Regions from separate parts of the Rattus norvegicus genome. Here all the other regions are linked to region 4. A link is a contact called in public Hi-C data. All regions are on one chromosome and are shown on one strand. The core of a region is the stretch at or near the end of the contact, and the rest is flanking DNA. Distances in the headings are between cores, read along the strand shown.

Region 1 (2,700 bases), core at 74-2,573, 990 kb before region 4:
TAGAGTACTTGCCTAGCATGCATACAGTCCTGAGTTCAAACCCTAGGACTCTAGAAAGCCAAGCATTGTGGCACAGACCTGATTCTAGTAGTTGGAAGAATCAGACATTCAAGGTGATCCTAGACTATCAAGTTCAAAGGGCCATGTAAGACCCCTTTAAAATAATAAAAACAAATCACACAAAACCAACAAAAACCTTAAACAAAGCCAAATCAAGGACCCCTCTCTTAGTGTGCAGACACTTGCAATTTCATAGCATCAGTGTGTGACTAAGGATGTTATATCCTAGCTTCTCATGTTGACTATTCCTTTGACAGATGCCTGCTGAAGCTCTGGAAAATATCAGGCAGAGTGCTAGGAATTGAGAATCAAAAAAAAAAAAAATCTATTCAGGTTCTTGAAGAAGCCACATGATTAGTCAGTTGAGGTAAAATATATGTCTTTCAAATATAATAAGAACTAATTGCCAGTTCTGAGAATACTGAAGGCTGCCTAGGCCACTTTCCAAGAAGCCTGTTATCTGATGAGCATGTTTCTTCTCTGGTCTCTGGTGTCCAGACCACATTCTCTAGGGCTTTTTCTTCACAGACAGTAACAGTCTCCAAGGGATTATCCTGTGTGTATATTTGTGCTTTTCAGTGTCGGCAAAGGCACTCTGTGGCTCTGTGATGTAAACATTTATCTGCAGACCATGTGATTTGCTATCCTCAGAGCCACAACATCGTCATGGCAACAGTTTTGATAGTAGGGTAAATAGACTGATTTATAGACTCTGTCTGAAGTAGCGCACACCAGGAACATGTATCATATTCTAGACCCAGTTGTAGATGAAGTTGACCTAGGTAGTTCCAGGGAGCCAAACATTTGAAACGAGTCCCTGAAAAGCTCGAATCGGCATTGGAGTATACTGATTAGATGCCTTGGATTATGTCTACGGTCTTTCAATCAGGTTAATTTTCTCATCGACTGGCACAATTCTATTTCTCTGCCTGGTGTGGCTAAGATGTAGAAGGGAGGGTTTGGGGATTTAGCTCAGTGGTAGAGCGCTTGCCTAGCAAGCACAAGGCCCTGGGTTCGGTCCCCAGCTCTGAAAAAAAAGAAAAAAAAATGTAGAAGGTAGCATACATTTTTGGCCACCAGATGTAACTGCCCCTGACTTGAGCAGTTAACAATAGCTCAAACCTCCTTTGAAAAGAGCAAACAAAACAAGCTTAGGAAAACCCTTTCTTGCCTGAAGAGCACGTGTTCCAGAACGCGAGCTGTGGCAGACAAGCTACATTCTTCTGCAGTTGACATTCTTTCCCCACTGACTTATTTTTACTTTCTGTTTGAGTTGGCTTGCTTTTAATTTTTCCCTAAACTGGTCTCTCAGTGCTTCCTCCCTGGTAGGGTTTCCAGAGTGAAAGTCCTTTCTGCCCACTCTTCCGTAGAACTCAATGCGGACTCTTGTCCAGAGTCACTTGACGTCAAGGCTGACTTTTAAGTTTGCCAGAAAGACGTTCTTTAGGGAACAGTTGACACCATCACTTTCTCTCTTTAGAATACAGCCACAGGCTGCCGATGTTTACAGTTTACAAACTGCGTTTCTAAACAATTTAATAAGAGGGGAGACAAGGGGAGGCTTTGAACACTGACAACTATTTTAAAAGACCTATAACATCAACATGTGTTAATTCATGACTCGCTCCCCCTCCTTCTCTCCTCGAGTTTTAAAATGCTTTAAACACCATTGTTTTCAGAACACATCATTTGTTCCTATCCTCCCGAGATCATTCTATATTCTTTTCTTTGAGTGCTTGATTGAGGTGCCTTCTAGATCTTAATAAAAATCTACTGGAAAGCTTGCATTTTGCTTATTTATAATCTTGAGTCTGTAGAAATTTCTAAATGTTTGTAGTCATTTAACAATAACTTTCTTGGCTCTGCTCTCTGATATAAAAAATGATTCTTGAAACATTCTCTCTTGCCTTTCTATTTAATCCATCCCATGCCACCTTCCCCCCCCCCTTCATTTTTTTTAACAGCCTGTCACTGCGTATTTGTTTACCAAATGTTACTTTTCTTGGATCAAATCTATTTTTGAGGCATGCAAAAGCCAGCAACTGTTTGATGCTGTCAGGCCTCGGTCTTATTTATGCATGAATAACATAAATAGCTGGAAAATGACCCTAGCCTGTTTTTCTCAGATTCAGAAAGAAAAAAGTGCTTCCGGGCAATGTTTATGCCAAACTCCTCCTGCCCAACTTCCCAGGTTTGGTGCCAACTGGTGTTTGCAGCCAAGTTGTAAACCTTTGGTAAACATGACCCGTAAGGAAAAGGCCAAGACAACCTGAGCTGGGGCACCAGGGGATGGGAGTAAGTTTACTCTACGAACAAAATTCTAACAGGAACAGAAGGGGAAAATCAGCCAACTATGAAGTGCTCTCTCCACCCTCTGTAACATGGAGGAAACACAAATGATGGGTTTGACTGCTAACATCCCATTAACCCCACTTAGGCATCTTATTGGTTTCCTTTGCACTGCTTCAGAGAAGCCCAGTGCTAAATTTAAAGGACCAGCTTTTGTGTGGCCCAGTGGTTTGTTGTTTGTTTGTTTGTTTTTGTTTCTGAATGGAAACTCTAAGGAGGAGAGGAGAGAAGAGCCTTCACATTTCAGATCCCATGGTCTGGGTATAAGTACTGGCCAGAGAGCTTATGAAA
Region 2 (2,700 bases), core at 193-2,692, 880 kb before region 4:
GTGCATAAACTTTCGTAAGATTTACAACTGCTCTGTTAGTTAGCTACAGTGCTGGTACTTGCTTTTCAAATAAAGATACTTGCCAGGTAAAGAGATTGGACACTTTCTCTAAGCTATGGAGCAAACTGGCATGAAACTCACAGAAGGCAGAGTTAATCTTCCCCTTTTGGTCACCACTACATACCAGTCTTGAGTCATCTGTGGCACTGGGGTGGTTACCTGTTGTGATTCTCACTTTTAGTGTGCCTTCTGGAGACATTTTTTTTCTTGGACCACAGTATGATGATAATACATAGGCATACCTTGTTTTAAAAAATCAATTCATTACAACAGACTGTAGTCACATAGTCCCAATTTAGTTAGACAGGGCTTAGAAATCTCAAGCTGATTTGTCATGTAGTAACTATCACTCCACACATGCATGTGCTCAGGTGAATGAGGAACAGATATTTAGACCAAATACTGTATGGTTGGCACAAGGATAAGCTATGTTTTCCTTGGTTACAATGTGTCAAGTAATTCATACAGCCCTATATATGTATTTGGCGATGGTAATCATAGGAAGGACCCATCTGTCAGAGTTAGTGATGGAAATCAAGGGGATAAATGACAGGTTCTGGTAGTGTAACTGCCTGGACCTGGGATAGATGTGCAGTGTCTGCATACAAGGCTCCGGACTGAGCAAGCAAGGAAGAGTAAAGCCCAGGCTAAGCTCTATGTATGGTTCTTCCCTTGGAGCTGTTCTCTAAAAAGCTGACCTGACTGTGACTCTTTCTCCTATGCCTTAAGTTGGAGACCATGCCTTTGGACATTGCACACTAGAATGTGGTAATCTTAGAGGGAAACATGAATTCTAGCCTAGCACGGAAGTCAGAGATCGAATTTGTAGTCACGGCTCTGTAATGGAGAACCAATCACCCTCAGTGACAAGGATAGTTGGCTTGCTAGAACTCTCGCAGAAACACTGTGCTCATGTCTCCTTTTCTTGAAATCTTGGTACAATGTTTTTGAAGACCCATTCGTGCATTTATCCTTCTACTCAGGGTGGGAATTTTAGACTTCTTTGCAGCCTTTCCTTCGTTATTATATCCTGTGCCACAACAGTGGCTTGGAACCTGCATGCTCGTCAAGCTACAATGCCAAGGCCAACATAATGCTACTTGATATGGACAGGATAGCTTTTGTTCCTCGTCTAATTACTTCTCCAGAGACTATTTGCCCAACAAAGTACCCAAAGAATCTAAAGACAAGTTTACGTGAAGCAACCTTAAATCTTTATTTGTGGTAACTTTTGTGCAGTGTCATTAATTCTTTCTTATCTTACTGCCACCTTCTAATTTTCCCTTTAAAACGACTTGAAGCAATGCTTAAGAAGCTAACTGCAGGATGTCCAGTCACACTCAGAGCAGGAAAGAGTTATGTGTGGGTTAAAGAGCTGAAGTCATGGTCACATGGCAATGTCAGGAGCAATTAGCTATTCATGGGCGAGACAAGAACGGAATGTCCCTAAATAGAGGAAATGTTATTCTTAGATTTCAACTGAGAGAAGGAATGTAGAAAGTAATTGACAGGGAAGCTTTAGCATGTGTAACAGGCCTTTATTTTAAAATGGCACACACACTGTTACGTTGTTCCTACACACAGAAAGAGAGATAAATATACACACAGATACACACAATCAGACAGATGCAGTCACATATACACAGCCATGTACATACTTATACAAATACACAGTCACAGTATACACAGAGACAGACAAAAACATCCAGAGACAGATCACTCATTTAAAGACATACATACATGGACAGTTATTCCAAAACAGAGACAGAGAGAAAGACACATGACACAGAGACACACAGAAAGATACATGTACATGGTCACACACTGTAACAGATATACTCACACAAACATACAGACACAACTCAGATGGATAAGCACAGACTCAAACACACACACATGAACAGACATGCATATTTGCCCCCCCACATACACATACACATACACATACACATACACATACACATACACATACACATACACATACACATACACATACACATACACATACACATACACATACACATACACACTGTCCTGCTTTTCCTTAACACAAGTGCTAGATTTTGCACATTTACTGGTCACCTATGACAGAGCAGTGCTACAGAGACTGGTAACAACTGTCTTCCATTGTTAAAACTCCCTTAAATCCTAACTTTATTTGCAATTTCATTAAATTCAGTGAACAGTCATTTGCTGTCGATAATTCTAGTGCTGGTCGTCAAATGTGTTATTTTAAGAGGTTCACATCCTCCACGTGGGTTTTGGAACATCTGTTCAGACCAGAACATATCAGCAAAAACCATATTTTTCTTTCCTTAGTCAGAGTCCAGATGGCTACATTTATGTACCATGTACCATACGTTTCAATTATGTACTGTGATTTAATCTATTTTATTTTTATATCCCTAATAAAACTAATTATTTAAGAAAATAAGGACGACTAATATATTCATAATGGACTGTGGAGAAAGTGAAAGCACCATGTGTGTGAATGTTTTTGCTAAGCTGCCATCCTTAAAAAGGATATTTCACACAAAAAATAAAAAATAAAATAAAATCCACGATGTTTCACATTTAGTGTTAAAATAAATCAGTATGTAAAATCCGTAACTAAAGAAAAGTTTAAACATTTCATTTGAA
Region 3 (2,700 bases), core at 156-2,655, 810 kb before region 4:
TATTCTGCTTGCTTGCTATTCTAAGAGATCTGTCTGTCTATGCCCTGCTTCCTTTTGTGTGTGTGCTTCTGTCTTGGTGTCTGTGTGTGGGCATGTGTGTCTCCGTGTCTGTCAGTTCTCCAAGCAGTTCTCTTTTTTATCCTAAAAAATTCACTGGGTAGCTCATCTCCTGCAGAACACAGATCCATTCTTTTATTTTCCATATCAATTCAGTCATTTCCTCCAGGCTTCCTTCAGATTATCTTATAAGTCAGTACCCCCTGACCCTAGCTCTTTGATTCTGAAGATAGCAAGCAAACATTTTTTTTTCTTAACTTGGTAAAAGAATTCATAGATCTGTCTACCTTTGTTAAGGACAAAGGATAAACTACTTGGGCGGGTCTCTGCCCTGAAATCACCATTTCTACCACACCTGGGCCTAACCTTATTGTGTGCCAGGCTGACCTTTAACTCAGGAATCCGCCTGCCTTTGTTTCTTTCTGACCAGTTGGTTCATTAATGCAGCTGCCTTTGTTCCTTTAGATTCGTGAAGCCCTTCATAATTCATATTGCATATTTGCATAGTGGAAAAAATATTTTTGAACTCATGTATCTAGAGCTCTTCCCCATAGCCTTAAGGGTTGCCCATTTTGCTGAGACATTAGCCACACCTCTTGGACTCCTGCTATTTGATTATCATGGAGTCAATACCATTAACAGGAAGGACCTTCCTCAGAGAAATGTGAAATAAGAACATTATTCCACAAACAAGCCTTATGCCCACGGTAGTGATCAACACTCTTGGAGGCTCACACCAGGGCCCTGTCCCAAAAGCAAGAACAATGTCACCAAATTACTCCGTCCCCATCAGGGCTACACTGGGCTCGGCACCTTGTGGTCCATGTGGTATGCTGATACATGTGGAGAAAATGTCCACCACAGCTTTCGTCTTGCAAATATTTTCAGCCTAAAGACTGGTCCTCTCCAAACACTGCTCCAACCAAGCTTAGCTAAATCTCTCTCCTCACATCAGCTGAGCACCTAAAACTAGCTTTTCTGTACTGAAATAAACCTGCCTTGATCAGTTGTATGCAGTCACATTGTCTTTCTGTTCTACTCTATACATGCTGTGCTTGTGGGGTGTGGTGATTTCCCAGAGAACCTGGTCTTTACAATCCCAGCTTTCTTTTCATGCATCTGTCTTGCCTCTATTTCTTCATGACTCCTATCAGGTTCGTCCTTGGAGTCAAACAGAGAAGCAGTTCTTGGTCTTTGAATTTGGACACTCATAGTATAGTACTTGTCTCTGTTGGAATATTATAAACAGAGCTCAGAAGTCAATGGTTTTAGCACCCTGAATGCATCTGGCCTGAATGTTAAGCAGTATTCGGCCTGGTTAGTTCTTGGGCGGTGTTTTATTTTGCCACTTCCCTTGAGGTCCTAAGCTCTGAGTCATAGAACTGGAAAGTTTACAGGCCGATCATAACTGCTTAATGTGTGGCTGCGTGAGCGAAAGTTCCTTCCTGTAAAATCGTTTACCGAGGTCTATAAACTGGTTTCTGTGACAGCCCAGTTTCGTTTTAATTTCTCCCATGCTTGTTTATACTTTGTTGATATTGTTGATTTCTTAATCTATTGGCTCAGAATCTTGCATAATTTGTAAACTCATACTTCGTTTTACATTTCTATTTTCTTCCTCCTATTAAAAAGTGAACACTGATGAAAAATACCTGGAGGTAACAATAATAAAACATCCGTAGACACAAGGAAGTTAAAGGAGACTCTGTTTGAGGCAATAGAATGAGCAGGAGGTAAGGAGAGTTAGTGACGAGCTCAGTGGCAAAGTCTAATTTCTGCTTTACCCATCGTCCTTTGCTCCCCAGGAGGAACTGCTGATAATTATTAAAGCAGCCTTTGAAAACTGCAGAGTACCTAGTCTCATATAGCTATATACTAATTTTCCAATGTGGTCTAAAAAAAAAAAGCCCAGATTGAGATACTTCAACAACATAAACTTCTCACAATTCTCGAGGCTGTAAGTACCAGATTAGCCATGAGCAAGGTATCTCTTTTGGCATGCGCATTGCGGTCTTTTCCTTCTGTTCTTATCTGGTCATCCCTCTATGTACAACTGCATCCCAACCTCCTTTTAATAAAAATGTATTGCCTTTAAAAGCAAATCTTCATTAGCTCTCTGTCTTTCTGTCTTCACGTTAGGTCATGCTCTGATATACTAAGAATTAGATCCTCAACCTACAACTACACAAGAATACTAGCCAGATCAGAGAAGTCTGTTTTTTTATATTTTATATAATTTATGATATAAAGTAGTAAGATGCATAATTTTATCCCCATTTTACTGACAGGTAAATTCAGAGATATAAATTGATATGCTCAAGGGCATTTGATTCAATGAGATGAAGTCAGTTTTAGACAGTGCCATGATCATCTTCGTTAAGTTTTACCTGATCCATAATCTCCCATATATCAGAAAAAATGAGTGCTTAATATTTTGTTATACAGAACAATGATAAATATAAACTCTGTGTGTGTTTGTGTGTGTGTGTGTGTGTGTGTGTGTGTGTGTGTGTGTGTGAGAGAGAGAGAGAGAGAGAGAGAGAGAGAGAGAGAGAGAGAATACGCGTGGAGATCAAGGGATAGTTATGTAAAGTCAATTATATCCTTCCTTACTGAGTACTGGTGTTTGAAGTGAGGTCACCA
Region 4 (2,700 bases), core at 89-2,588:
ATTAGTTGAAATATAAAATTAAAACTCATATATCAATAAAATGAAGTCACATTTCAAATTTATGTATCAATCCATTTGAAAAATATGGGCGATTGAGGATGCCATAGCTTTAAAAGGTACTTGAGAATGCTAGATGTTTTAATACATAACTTTAAAATATGGAGCTTGGAATTTACTCTGAAGTCAATCATGCATCCTGCATGAACTTCAAAATATTTATAGTTGTCTTAAGCTCAGGATAAGAATGCAGAAGCACAACACAAGCACACACATTGGTTATTTCCCAAGTGGGGACATTCTCCATTCTTAGTCCCCCCGTTACCTCTTTTTGTAGAAGCCATTTGTTTCAGACATTTGTTTGATTTCATTTTGCCTGGAATTATTATTTCGTTGAAGAAATAAAAACTGGTCACGAAACCAGGGCCTGGGGGGGACACGTAAAAATATGTTAAAAACATTTCTGAAGGTTCCCCTTCCTTATTTTTGAGAAATTAGACATATCTGCACCATGTTGGAGAACTTAAAATGTCATCTCAGACATGAGTAAATCTGCCTGCTTTAACACAAAAAGGGGGGGGGGAGATTTTTACATCAACGATGATATTTAGAAACCCTTAAGCATTATTTTATAATTTCTTCCTGAGGGCATAAAAACCTTTCTACTCGGTTCTGGAATCAATAAACAACGACAGTGTCAGGAAGACACACTCTTGGCTCAAATGCAGCTTTTAGAAGCGTTTTGTTGTTTTCTCGTTGGTGGCACTTTTTTTTTTTTTTTTTTTTTTTTGAGTTTCCTGTCGCTGAGTCACATTGTACTCTAACTTCCCCTTGGAACCATATGGGGAAGTAATAAAGTGCCTCTCAGGACACAGCTAGGCAGTGTTCCTTAACTGACTAAGGGGAAGACTATGAACGCCTTACCGTTGTCATAGATGGCCATTCAGCCATACAAAGCAACAGAGGAACCGGAAATGAGTAGGAACAATGGATAATGGGCACTTTAACAGCTTTAGGATTTTTATGAAAAAAAAAAAAGAGGAAGAAGACAGACACGACCTTTGATAAAAGCACAGGATCGCGACGTCCTTAGTCATTTCTATTAAAAGCCTCTTACAGGACTTGGACACAACCACAGATGCCAGTTGCCAAAACGTAGTGTTTGGGGCTTTGTTTGTTTGTTTGTTTTTAATAATTTAAATAAACTGTCTTTAGGATTAAATCTTGCACACTATAGCACCACTTACTGTCAAAACAATTAGGAGAATTCAGCAGCAAACAAGCAGTCCCTTTCCCGGAAATGCCAAGCAATGTGAACATGTCTAAGGATTTAGCGCCATCTGCAGGAAACAGGAAATAGAACCTCGAGACTACGAAATTCTCACTGCTTGGGTTCACTAAAGCAGATTGCTTTTGTCTTTTCCAGCTGAAAACCTCCCTACTTCTGTGTCTAAAATGCATAGAGCGTCAACAATAGTGACGGATCTTCAGTCCTAAAATAATGAAAATGCAAACAACACTAAATTCAAGCAGCAAGTCGTGCGTGCGTGCGTGCGTGTGTGCGTGCGTGCGTGCGTGTTGTAAAACAAAATTAGTTAAAGAAAAAAGGCCAGGAATTTGATGAGGGGGAATGGCAGGGTAGACAGGAGGAAGGTGGGACGTTATATAAATATATGTAGCTGAATTTAATTTTTAGAACACTTTTTCCTTATTTCTTGCAAATGATGTCATTGTCTGATGAAAGTTCTAGAAAAGAGTACAGAGGGTAAGGTAGATGTGACTCTTTGACTCATCCATTACTAAGGCTTTGTTTGGATCAATTTTATTCCCTTTGGTTAGAGTTATCATTGTTGTGACCAAACACCACGACCAAAGCCACTTAGGGAGAACAGGGTTTCTTCAGCTTACTCCTCCACATCTTCTGTTCATCCCTGAAGGAAGCCAGGATAGGAACTAAAACAGGTCAGAAGCTGAAGCAGAAGTCTTGGAGGAATGATGCTTACTGGCTTGCTTCACATGGCTTGCTAAGCCTGAGTTCTTATAGCACCCAGAACCACCAGACTCTGGGTTGGGTTTTCCCACAATGGGCTGGGCCCTTCCCCAGTGATCACTAATTAAGATGCAGTGCTCCAGGGGCTGGGGATTTAGCTCAGTGGTAGAGCGCTTACCTAGGAAGCGCAAGTCCCTGGGTTCGGTCCCCAGCTCCAAAAAAGAGAACCAAAAAAAAAAAAAAAAAAAAAAAAAGGATGCAGTGCTCCACAGGCTTTCGTGCAACCTGATCTTATGGAGACATTTTTTTCATTACGTGTTTCCTCTTCTCAAATGACTTAAGCTTGTGTCGAGTTGTCATAAAACTAGCCAACACTGTTTTTAAATTTCCTTTTATGTAGGGGTGCGGTGTGTGCACATGAGTGTGCATTAGTATGCATTTATGACTCCCGGGGACTTGAATTCATGTACTCATGCTTTTATAGAAAAACGTTCTTACCCACTGAACGTCTTTCCCTATCTCTCCAGTCCCTCTTGTTTATTTTTAAGCCATTCTCCAAACACATACTTTACAATTTTTCCAGAATAGATACTATGGAGAAACACTTAGAGAGCCCTTCCCAAGACACACCAGTAGTTTCAAAGCAAGAATCATCGAATGCTAGTACCAAGTAATTCTGTCTCTGGGACAGGTTTCGATCTTTATCCTTCCAG

Evidence for each region. Hi-C and Micro-C count contacts between places; a contact is called where the count stands out from the background.
Region 1: a Hi-C map of Schwann cells shows a contact between it and region 4, with 10 times the contacts expected there. The contact joins two enhancer-like sites. A contact is called at or near these places in 3 of 12 Hi-C or Micro-C datasets (the Rat2 cell line, Schwann cells and mammary epithelial cells).
Region 2: a contact with region 4 is called in a Hi-C map of mammary epithelial cells, with 6 times the contacts expected there. The contact joins two enhancer-like sites. A contact is called at or near these places in 2 of 12 Hi-C or Micro-C datasets (mammary epithelial cells and psoas muscle).
Region 3: a contact with region 4 is called in a Hi-C map of the A7r5 cell line, with 10 times the contacts expected there. The contact joins two enhancer-like sites. A contact is called at or near these places in 2 of 12 Hi-C or Micro-C datasets (the A7r5 cell line and the Rat2 cell line).

The regions. Positions count from the first base shown.
Region 1 is chr17:69,612,863-69,615,562 of GRCr8, forward strand. No RefSeq gene overlaps it. Among named protein-coding and RNA genes, the nearest start is that of Klf6, 160 kb to the left of the region's middle. Within about 2 kb of position 1,324, at least 29 of the 93 cell types and tissues checked have an H3K27ac peak or open chromatin away from gene starts, as enhancers often do. A contact at or near this core is called in Schwann cells, where this site is marked.
Region 2 is chr17:69,729,274-69,731,973 of GRCr8, forward strand. No RefSeq gene overlaps it. Among named protein-coding and RNA genes, the nearest start is that of Klf6, 270 kb to the left of the region's middle. Within about 2 kb of position 1,443, at least 16 of the 93 cell types and tissues checked have an H3K27ac peak or open chromatin away from gene starts, as enhancers often do.
Region 3 is chr17:69,796,971-69,799,670 of GRCr8, forward strand. All of the region lies in intron 3 of LOC102554523 (a long non-coding RNA gene), which reads left to right. Among named protein-coding and RNA genes, the nearest start is that of Klf6, 340 kb to the left of the region's middle. Within about 2 kb of position 1,406, at least 22 of the 93 cell types and tissues checked have an H3K27ac peak or open chromatin away from gene starts, as enhancers often do. A contact at or near this core is called in the A7r5 cell line, where this site is marked.
Region 4 is chr17:70,604,468-70,607,167 of GRCr8, forward strand. No RefSeq gene overlaps it. Among named protein-coding and RNA genes, the nearest start is that of Akr1e2, 40 kb to the right of the region's middle. Within about 2 kb of position 1,339, at least 23 of the 93 cell types and tissues checked have an H3K27ac peak or open chromatin away from gene starts, as enhancers often do. A contact at or near this core is called in the A7r5 cell line and Schwann cells, where this site is marked.